Regions from separate parts of the Hordeum vulgare genome. Here region 1 is linked to region 2. Evidence: chromatin contacts called from public Hi-C data. All regions are on one chromosome and are shown on one strand. The core of a region is the stretch at or near the end of the contact, and the rest is flanking DNA. Distances in the headings are between cores, read along the strand shown.

What was found. A called contact is a pair of places that touch in the nucleus more often than the background predicts.
Region 1: a Hi-C map of leaf shows a contact between it and region 2, with 2.6 times the contacts expected there. The contact joins two enhancer-like sites. A contact is called at or near these places in 2 of 6 Hi-C or Micro-C datasets (leaf and seedling).

Annotation. Positions count from the first base shown.
Region 1 is chr4H:403,500,977-403,505,738 of MorexV3_pseudomolecules_assembly, forward strand. No RefSeq gene overlaps it. Among protein-coding and RNA genes, the nearest start is that of LOC123446515, 93 kb to the left of the region's middle. Within about 2 kb of position 2,890, at least 3 of the 3 cell types and tissues checked have open chromatin away from gene starts, as enhancers often do. A contact at or near this core is called in leaf, where this site is marked.
Region 2 is chr4H:403,152,464-403,157,268 of MorexV3_pseudomolecules_assembly, forward strand. No RefSeq gene overlaps it. Among protein-coding and RNA genes, the nearest start is that of LOC123450565, 120 kb to the right of the region's middle. Within about 2 kb of position 2,363, at least 2 of the 3 cell types and tissues checked have open chromatin away from gene starts, as enhancers often do. A contact at or near this core is called in leaf, where this site is marked.

The sequences.
Region 1 (4,762 bases), core at 1,640-4,139, 350 kb after region 2:
AAGAATGGATGTCGTGGCAAGTACATGTACAAAAGATATGAGTACATGGAATTGGCTTACACTCGCCACAGGCTACATCAAGATCATATGAATACAACAACATATTCAATCACCATGTAGAAGAGTCGGATCGGACTACAAACGAAAACAAACAATAAAATAATGACTTCACACCTTGCTATCCCAGGCTGCCGGCGTGGAACCCCTCCTAGATCGATGAAGAAGAAGAAGAAACTCCAAATAGCACAATCATCGTGCTCATGTCCAAGTATCGCTTTACCTGTGCCTGCAACTGTTGTTGTAGTAATTTGTGAGGCACAGGGACTCAGCAATCTCATTTCCAAAGGTATCAAGACTAGCAAAGCTTAATGGGTGAGGTATGGTTAAGTGGTGAGGCTGCAGCAAGCAACTAAGCATTTATTTGAGTGGCTAACTTAAGAGTACAAGAATAAAAAGGGGATGATCCAAGCATAAACAAACGTGAACTAACAATGATCAAATGAATGATACTGATCACCTACTTACGTCAAACATAACCACACCTTGTCCTCTTCCGGATGCAGAACTCGCGAGAAGAGACAGTCACGGTTACGCACACAGTTGGCATATTTTAATTAAGTTTACTTCAAGTTATCTAGAAACGGATGTTAAACAAAGTTTCCCAGTTTTCCACATAACTGTGGGCTCGGATTTCCGAAAGATTTAACCCTGCAGGGGTGCTCCAACTAGTCCATCACAAACTTCCACACGCTGCGTTGGAAACCTCGACCGCGGGAAAACCCGTGATCTCCTCGGATTCCTGGTGGAAAACCTAACCCTCAAGATAGCCCAAAGTATCCTGAGAATCCCTCGCACAAGATGTCCAAGAAAAGTAAAACAAATTCAGCAAGGTCGCCCACGTGTCAACGATCCCAATAGGAGCCACGTATCTCGTTCTCAGGACACGACGGATGAGTCACACTATGAGTAAAACCAAACCTCGAGTTTCCCGTGGTGGCCCCGCGGTATGCCTGTCTGGGACCAACACCATCAGCACTAGCCCCTCTATATTGTATTGAATTAATCCACGGGTAGCGCTGACTTCCTATGTGTTACTAACGGTGTTCAGTATTATTATGTTGGGCAAATATAGGACCAATGTTGGGCCTTGCCGAAAGAGTTTTATCCCAAAACTAAAATCAAGGGGGTCCCCATAATAATCCCAAGCATGTTAGGAGCGCTCATTTATAGAACATAACACCGGTAGCCGAAACTAAAGCGGAAAAGACGGAACAAAACACCCAGCCAAAAGGCTAAGCCTTCCGTCTTTTACCAGGTATATAGGTGCATTAAATTAAATAACGATAATATGATGATATAACAAGAACCCATGTTTTCACATGGAATCAACTGCACCTGCAACTAGCAACGCTATAATAAGGTTGATCAAGCGGTAAGCCAAATTGTGGTTTGCCGGGTTGTGGAACGGTTAGAGGCTTTTCATGGCAATGTTGGGAAGCTGACATTTAAGTGGTAAGCAGCGAGACATAGCGAAAGAAATGAGACAACTAGCATGGCAATGATAGTAATGGTGTCTAGGGAAATGGTCATCTTGCCTATGATCCCGCTTGGAAGAAGAACGAATCCGTGAAGCAGACGAACCAACATAGTCGTACGGGTCCTCACACTCCGAAGCGGTTCGGAAGTCTATCGAGAAGAAACAATCCATAACAACAATCAACACTCAATAACACCACACATATTCATGACAAGATGCACAATCAAATATGATGCATGTCTGGTTTAATTATGCAAGGCATGGCTCATCACAACAACTGAATACTACACATTAAGTGAAGCTCAATATGCAACGAGTTGCATATTGACGAAACTTCATATTTGAATTACTTAGTTCACTCTCGTTTAGGTACACGACAATGTTTAATGTTGTTAAACATGGCAAGAGGTGAAGCATAAATAAACTACACTATCCAGGGATTTTAAATGAGGTCTGCAACAACATATAGTATTTCCGAAATGACCCCATGTGTTAATTTCGAAATTGGTCCACATATGAACTACACATGTTTTATATGTACTAAACAGCAAAATAAAGTGGACCGTGTGAATCTACACGTCATTCTAGTCAATTTACACACACACACACACACACACACATATATATATATATCATCTAAAACGAAGCTACAATCTAAAAGATATGAGCAACACAAGATGACATGGCATGAATGTAAAATGCATGCAAATGACAGACACAACATGTTAAAACATGGATGCAACATGACATTATGAATCTACATGAAATTCTACGCAAGTTCAAATGAGGCCATACCAACGAATAACAATTTCATAAAGTCCCCATATGTAATTTTGAATTTGCTACATATATCCCTAAAACACAATTTTAGAGTTGTTAAATAGCAAAATAAATGCTATCATGTTATTCTACACATGTTTCTAGCCAAGTTACATATGTGAAACATTTTAGTCGGAGCTACGGTTAATTAGTTATGACATGAACCATTTCTAACATGGCATTTAAGAAATTTAATTAAACATCAAGTTTAGGCATTTTAAACACATGTGAGAGTTGGATATTGTGAAACTACACAAAATTTTAAGTTGTTTACATATCTAATTTATTTTCATCCGATGCATGGTTAATTAACTATGAGATTTTAAAAATATGTATTTTTATATAATTAATAATGCACTAGATAGTTGCTAAATTTGTCCGCAGAAAATAAGTAGCACATGAGCCGAATCTGCAGCTAGTGGGCTAACACGTATGGGTGCTGGATAACTGCATAGTGCCTGAGGTGCAATATAACAGAGTGGGCTGGAGCTCACCACTAGGCCTAACAGGCTGGCGGGCGAGCAGGGCTCGAGGGGAGGAGCGCGTGGGCCTTGGCGACGGTGGCGGCGGGGCAAACCAGCCAGAGGGCGACAAGAGGGTGGAGGCCGACGGGGCTTCGGTGGATTTGGACACCGATGGGTCAGGGTCGGCCGGATCCGACGGAGGCTGGTGGTCTGGTGGCCTCCATCGGAAAGGACCGGCGACACGGGGCGCACGGGACTCGGCAACAGGGCTCCGGTGACTCTGGCTAGGGCCGACTGGCGGTGATGGCGGAGATCCCCCCGGTGGCCAGCCGGAGTGTACGGCGGGGTGGAGGTGCGGGGAGAGCTCAGGCACGAGCTCTCAAGAGGCTATAGCTAGCGAGGCAGGGTGCGGGGCTGCTCGCGAGCGGGTTCGCAAGAGGCGGGGCGGTTCGATCCAGGCCCGGGCGGGCCGGATGTGGGCTGTGTAGGCGTGGCACGGTGGAGGCACCAGGTGGGCAACGGGGTTGCACGAGAGAGGGGGCAACGGGGTTGCAGGAGAGAGGTAGGAGGTGGCTGGCAGCGGTGCGGATTCTGAGGTGGATTAGGCCAATTCCAACGCGCGGCCTTATCATGTCCACTCGCATCCGTTTGGGGTAAAATGAACACATCAGGCGGCCTAGCGTGCGGGCGCAAATGGACGTTTGTCCGTTTTCTGTCCGCTTTTGGCCCATTCACGACCCAAACTTGGTCCGATTTTGAGGTGAAATGGACAGCGCGCGAACGCCGCGCTGAGGGTGAGACGCGTGCGTTTGTCCTCCCATGGCCCTCCCATTGGCGGCACAAAGCAGCACGACCTTCCCTTCCCCATGCCCCATTCCATTTCATTTCCCCCCAAAACCCTCCCACGCCCCGCCCTCCCCTCCGCCCGCCATCTCCCGCCATGGCCTATCCCCCACCGAATTCCGATGACCCGACCGTCGTCCCGGCCACCAAGGCGAAGAAGGAGAAGGCGCCCAAGGGTACGAAGAAGTCGCGGTCAGAACTCACGCCGAAGGAGATCGCAAAGCTGGACGCGGAATCGGCCAAGAGGTGGAACCGACGGGCGAAGACGAAGAGGAAGGACGCAGCGACCGCGTACGCCATCGAGCGCGCTGTGTTGGAGGCCGCGTGGCAGAAGGCCGATGCTCAAGAGAAGGAGGCCATCGTCAGCAAAGCGCACGCCCTCCTCATGATGGGGTTGTGTCGTCCGATGAGCTTCCCGGTTGCGCCCGTCGGGCCGGCGAGAACAGGCTCGTCGGTCGTCCAGCCTCCGGAGTGCCCCTCCCCGATATCGTTGACCATGCCATTGTTGCCCGGTTTCCCTCCACTCGATGTGTTGCCAGTGAAAAAACTATTCTTTTTTGGAGGCCGGCTATGTTGCCGGCCGCTGGCTCTGTTGCCAGCGTGATCTAGGACCGCTTGCATGAACTATGGGTCGTGGCTATTCGAATGCTTGTGTTTGAAGATGCGCCCAAGGATGCGCCCGCGCGTTGGGCGCACGGCCACCACATGCGAGAAATGGCCCAGACACGACCCCATCGCCCGCCCCAAACAGACAGAATCCGGGAAAAATGGACGTCCGCATGGGGTCGCGCGCTGGAGTTGGCCTTAGGGTAGCGCCCAAATAGGCAGGGTAGGTCTCCTTAAATAGGAAATAGGGTCTAGGTTTAGTGGAAATTGCCCATTTTTGGACCGTTTGGTCTCAATCGGACGGCCCGGAAGCGAAGGCAAGGCTAGATGGGTTAGTGGTTTGTATAGGGGGTGTTGGGCTGAGATGAGTGGGCGGTTTGCGGCCCGGCATGGAGTTAATAAAACTGAAATACGTTCGACGAATAAACCGATGATGGTGCCGCTACGGTCGACCATTCGGGTATCAAACGGACTTCGTTGCGATGAAATTTGG
Region 2 (4,805 bases), core at 1,113-3,612:
TTGAAACAAATCCACATTTTTTACAAATATCACGAATCTGAAAATGTTCATAAGATTTGAAAAAAGACCGTATATTAGGAAAAACTTCGTGAAATTGAAAAGAAGTTGGCATATTTTAAAATGTTCAGATGTTTGAAAATAGTCCACGAATTTGATTTTCTGTCATGAATTTGGCAAAAAATGATGAATTTTAAGAATAAGTTTGAGGAAAATCAGAAATTAAAAATAAAAAGTAAACTGAGCTAACGAAACATAGACCGGGTAAAATAAAACCAAAAATAAACTTGCACATAAACCAAAGGAACCTTCTTAAAAGTTTCCAAAATCAATACTGTGAGACACACGTTTCGGACCGTCCCATTTAATTACTGCATAAGAATGACTTAGGCGCAACAAGCGCTGAATATGTTGTGCAAGTCCAGGGCCCTCTATCTTCGCCCCGTCATACACGCGCAAGCCAAGTGGGAGCATCTACATCAATGATAGGCCAATCTGAGTTTCTATACATCTATGGACGCGTTCAGACACGCCTTCATACAGTGATGAGGCGGGCCTCAATTTTTTTCATTTACAACTGTAAACCCTATATTTAAAACAATACATGCAAAGACACGTAATCATTTTGGATGTTTTAGTCGATGTTGGGCCGGCGGGGTTGTGTAAACACCATAAAATTGTTCATAAATTTTTTCCAGTATGAAAACATGCGTGTTGGGCCGGCCTGGTTGAGGGCTTTTAGTCCCACCTCGTCGGAGGAGGAGGGCCACGACAGACTTAAATAACCACGCGTGCAAAAGCATTAAGTTACTCTTTCTTAATAGGGGCTATCAATGCTCACTTTATGAAGGAGCTCATATCCTTCCAAGGCGAGCATCGATGGCAACTATAAACCGTGAGAAAGTTTTTAAGTATGAGAACTTACTTTTTCAATCATTCTCATCAAGCTTATAGAAAAAATCATGAAAAGCTAGTTGGACAATGTGTTCAATACATAGAAGGCATGACGTAGTCCGGCGCAAATGAATCGGATAAGTTTGAAGGAATTTGATGCAATTTATTATAGGGTAGGTCTGTCAGATTCAACATGACAGACGTGCTCACATACCTCATATTCACTTTATATATGAGGTAAATATGAGGAGTGTTAATTAGTCCGAACGTTCGAATTGGATCTAAAGCACCTATATATATTGACATTTTTTAAACGGCCAGCGACCGATCCATTCCTCCGAATATTTGAGTAGGGTTTGAGACGAAGGTTGTAGATGTGTCGATGAACTTTTTCAGGACTCTATACATGACAAGAGTGAGTGCACAAAATTGGCTGCAACCCAGCGAGGAACCATTCTGGAGGTGTTTGGTTCATCAAAGGTAACGCGAACGTAAATGGAATGAGGTCACACCGGTACTGTAAATGAAATGGAGAAAAATGGAACTTTGTTTGCCTGCGAACTGTAACCGTAATCATTCCCATCAGCTATATTGTCGTCTTCGACGCCGTCGACCCAGGAACCATCCTTTTCCTTAGCCCCGGCATCCCCACCATCGAGCGCTGCCTCCACCGATGATGGTTACGAGAACGCATGCTCGAGCAGCTTGGAGACCTGCTGGTGAAGCACGTAGTCATAGTTGGAGACCTCTAATGGCGCGACTGCCTGCGCCGCCGCCCCGCTGCTCCTCTCATGACGTCTCCGCGAGCCTGCACATCAAGCAGAGTTGATCGAGGTACGGTGTGAGACCAGCGCCGCCGCGAGCCTCGATGTACAACATTGGGGGCGGAATCGCGGAGGGGACCGAGCCACTGAGAGCGGATGGATCGATCTCGATGAAACCGTAGCTAGACGAGGACGAAGCTGCAATGGGGAATGGTATCTGTTTTCGGTGAGGGGTCGGCGGAAATCAACGGAGACTTGCATTGTAATCTGTTTACGTGGTAGTACTTGTTTACGGGCGGGCCAAACAAACATGATTAACAGTATCAGTTTGCGGCGTAATCGGATAACGGGGAAAATTTGTGGAACCAAATACATCCAGAGTGGAAAGCAACATAAACAGCTCGCGGTGACACCGTTAATGGAACAAGTCAATGCAGCGTGAGCGCGTCGTCTGATCATCAAATTGACAAGCTACGACGTGCGTACGTCCCACTCCCATGGCTTGCCAGTACCTCGTTGCACCTGTACCATACGACGTCTTCTACTAGCTATTGTACTACTACACGCCAACGCTGTCATGTGCGGTTCACGCGAGATATTATCAGTGCCGAGGCGCCAATAAGTTCCGCGTCATCTGTGACGAACAGGCCAAGCGTGGGACTAACCAGAACCGTGTCGCTTTCCCGGACACGACACGAGCACTGAGCACATACCCAGAGAGACGATCGACCAGCCGCTTCGATGTGACCATAAGCTGGCGGCTCAGCCAGCAGGCAGGTCATCGGCTGCCTCCGTGGCGCCGTCTTCGATCTTCAGTTCTTCACCCCGCCTCGCCAGCTTGCACGTACTCACCGGATGCTTCCACGCAACGAACTGGTACGTAAGAGCAACTTCAACAGGTTCGTCCGCACGTGTCCTTTTGGATAGTCGTTCGCGCCGATTCATTTTAAACTTAAATTTAAGATTAAAATGCGTCGACGCGAACGCGGCGTGTGCCCTTTCGATGTCTGTCCCGCCCCCACGTAGCGGTTGATCAATTACCGTCCGTGTTTTGTAAAGAGATGATGACCATTTATCCCGGGCTCACGCGTCAACGACCACGGGCGTCTTTCTTTAATCCGAGCGTGTGTGGAGGAGGGGGAGGGGGCTCATTCTCTCCCACAAAGCCGCCCCATCTAGCTACCCCGTTGTTTCCCCGTTGACGACAAACCCTAGCCATCACCACGGGTTTCTTCTCCGACGCAGGCTCGAGCCCTCTCTTGGTGTGTGCTCCTCTCGCCGTCGTCTTCCCGCCCGCCTCGGCAGCGGATAAGCGTCCCAATGCACCAGGCGAGGTGGCACTGGGAGCACCGTATCCCTCTCCCCTACCCCGACGTGATGTTGCCACATGAGTGGCACTTGGATCCGGAGAGGATCTCAGTGCCGACAAATACCGCAGTCGATGCGGGCGCATGCGGTGGAGGTTCGGCGTCGACGATAACAGCTGACGCCTGAGCAGTGGTTCAACCCCGCGTACGTTCCAGACTCTCCTGATTGAAAAGTCTGGTTTGCCTCGGAGCACTTGAAGCAGCACCGGCGTGGCGTCCGCAACGTGGGGGCTGGCACCCCGCCGCCTCTTTGTCGTGCACGACGAGAACCAGGAGGTGGAGGCCGCCTACCAAGAGGCGCTAACGACCGTCCTCCGTGAAAGCGAGGAGGAAGAGCAACGCAAGGAGGAGGAGGAGGAGGAGGAGGCGGCTTACCAGGCGCGGTTGGCGGAGGCAATGGTGCTCTACGCCGTCGACGACTGCGTCGTGCCGTCGCTGGCCCCGCCGTCCCCCACCAAGGGCAAGCCAGGGCCGACCCCGTGAAGATCGAGCAGTACATCTCGAACGGGATGGTGCGCGAGTGGGTGAGCACACCATCCGTTTGATTGGGGGCGACGCTGAAACAGGAGCAGGCCTACGTGGAGTATTGGTGGCAATAGTGGTTGGCGAAGGAGAGCCTCGAGGGCCAGCGACTCGAGCAGCTCGAGCGCGACGCTGAAGCCGAGAAGGGAATGCGTCGTGCTGAAGCCCAGCCAACGGTGGTGCATCCACCGACGAACGACGTCGCCACCGCCTCGGAGACGGCCTTCCCCTGGGCTGGGCTGGCCAGACGTAGACGCTCGTCGACCTTACTGGCCTCGAGGACGCCTAGGGCAACACGCCTCTTTGATTTCAGTTTAAGTAAGTTTTTTTATTTAATGCAATGTGGACTCGTGGGACTATCATTGATCTTTAAGGCCAACATTAATGTTCAATCACCCTTTTCTATTTTCAAATATTTATGATGTATTTTTTCATACCGTCTTAAAAATGAACCATGTTAGCATTGAACACAAACATTGATCCATTTTAAAAAACGGACATGAATATTCACGGGCTGACCTAAATGAACAAAACTCGCATCCGTTTGAGTCACGTGGCTGAAGTTACTCTAAAGTGCAAACGTGTTTCTCAGTCTTTTTCTGACTACGTACATGGCACATGCAGGGACGTGGTAGAAGCATGGCCCGTGCATGATCGGACGCACTGCCGTTATAGAGTTCGGGTCCCGCCGTTGCAAATGAACGTGATTTTTCTCTACTTTTTGTTTGTTTGGGTTAGTATTTTGTGAGGTGTCCCGTCTTATTTGTTAGTGTGTTCAACACGCTGACTCATTTTATTTGTATGGTCCGTTCGATCATATTTTTATATATTTTTTACATACATATCAACTTTGATCAGAGTTTTAACCAGATCCGAATAAAAATTACATAATTTCATAAAAAAATCTCATAGTTTACAAATCAAATAAAATTTGTCATAAATACAATAAAAAGAGCAAGAGCCAGATACATTCTATTGATTACCACGTGAGCCCACATATGCTCACTCAGATCATTTTAGAGTCAAATATGAGTTGCTTAATCACGCATTTCATGATCAAAGTATGTGAAAAGTTGTAGTATTCAAAGTATGTCTAGAGAGGAGAGGGATGATTATACTACTTGACCAAATAAAAACTTATTATTTTTCTAATTTTAATTGTGGGCAAGTTTTAGCAATTGTATCAAGTCAAGCACATCCTACATATGCAAGTCTAAGAATATAGGAGTGGAAAGTAAAAATATGCATATTTAAATAGAGG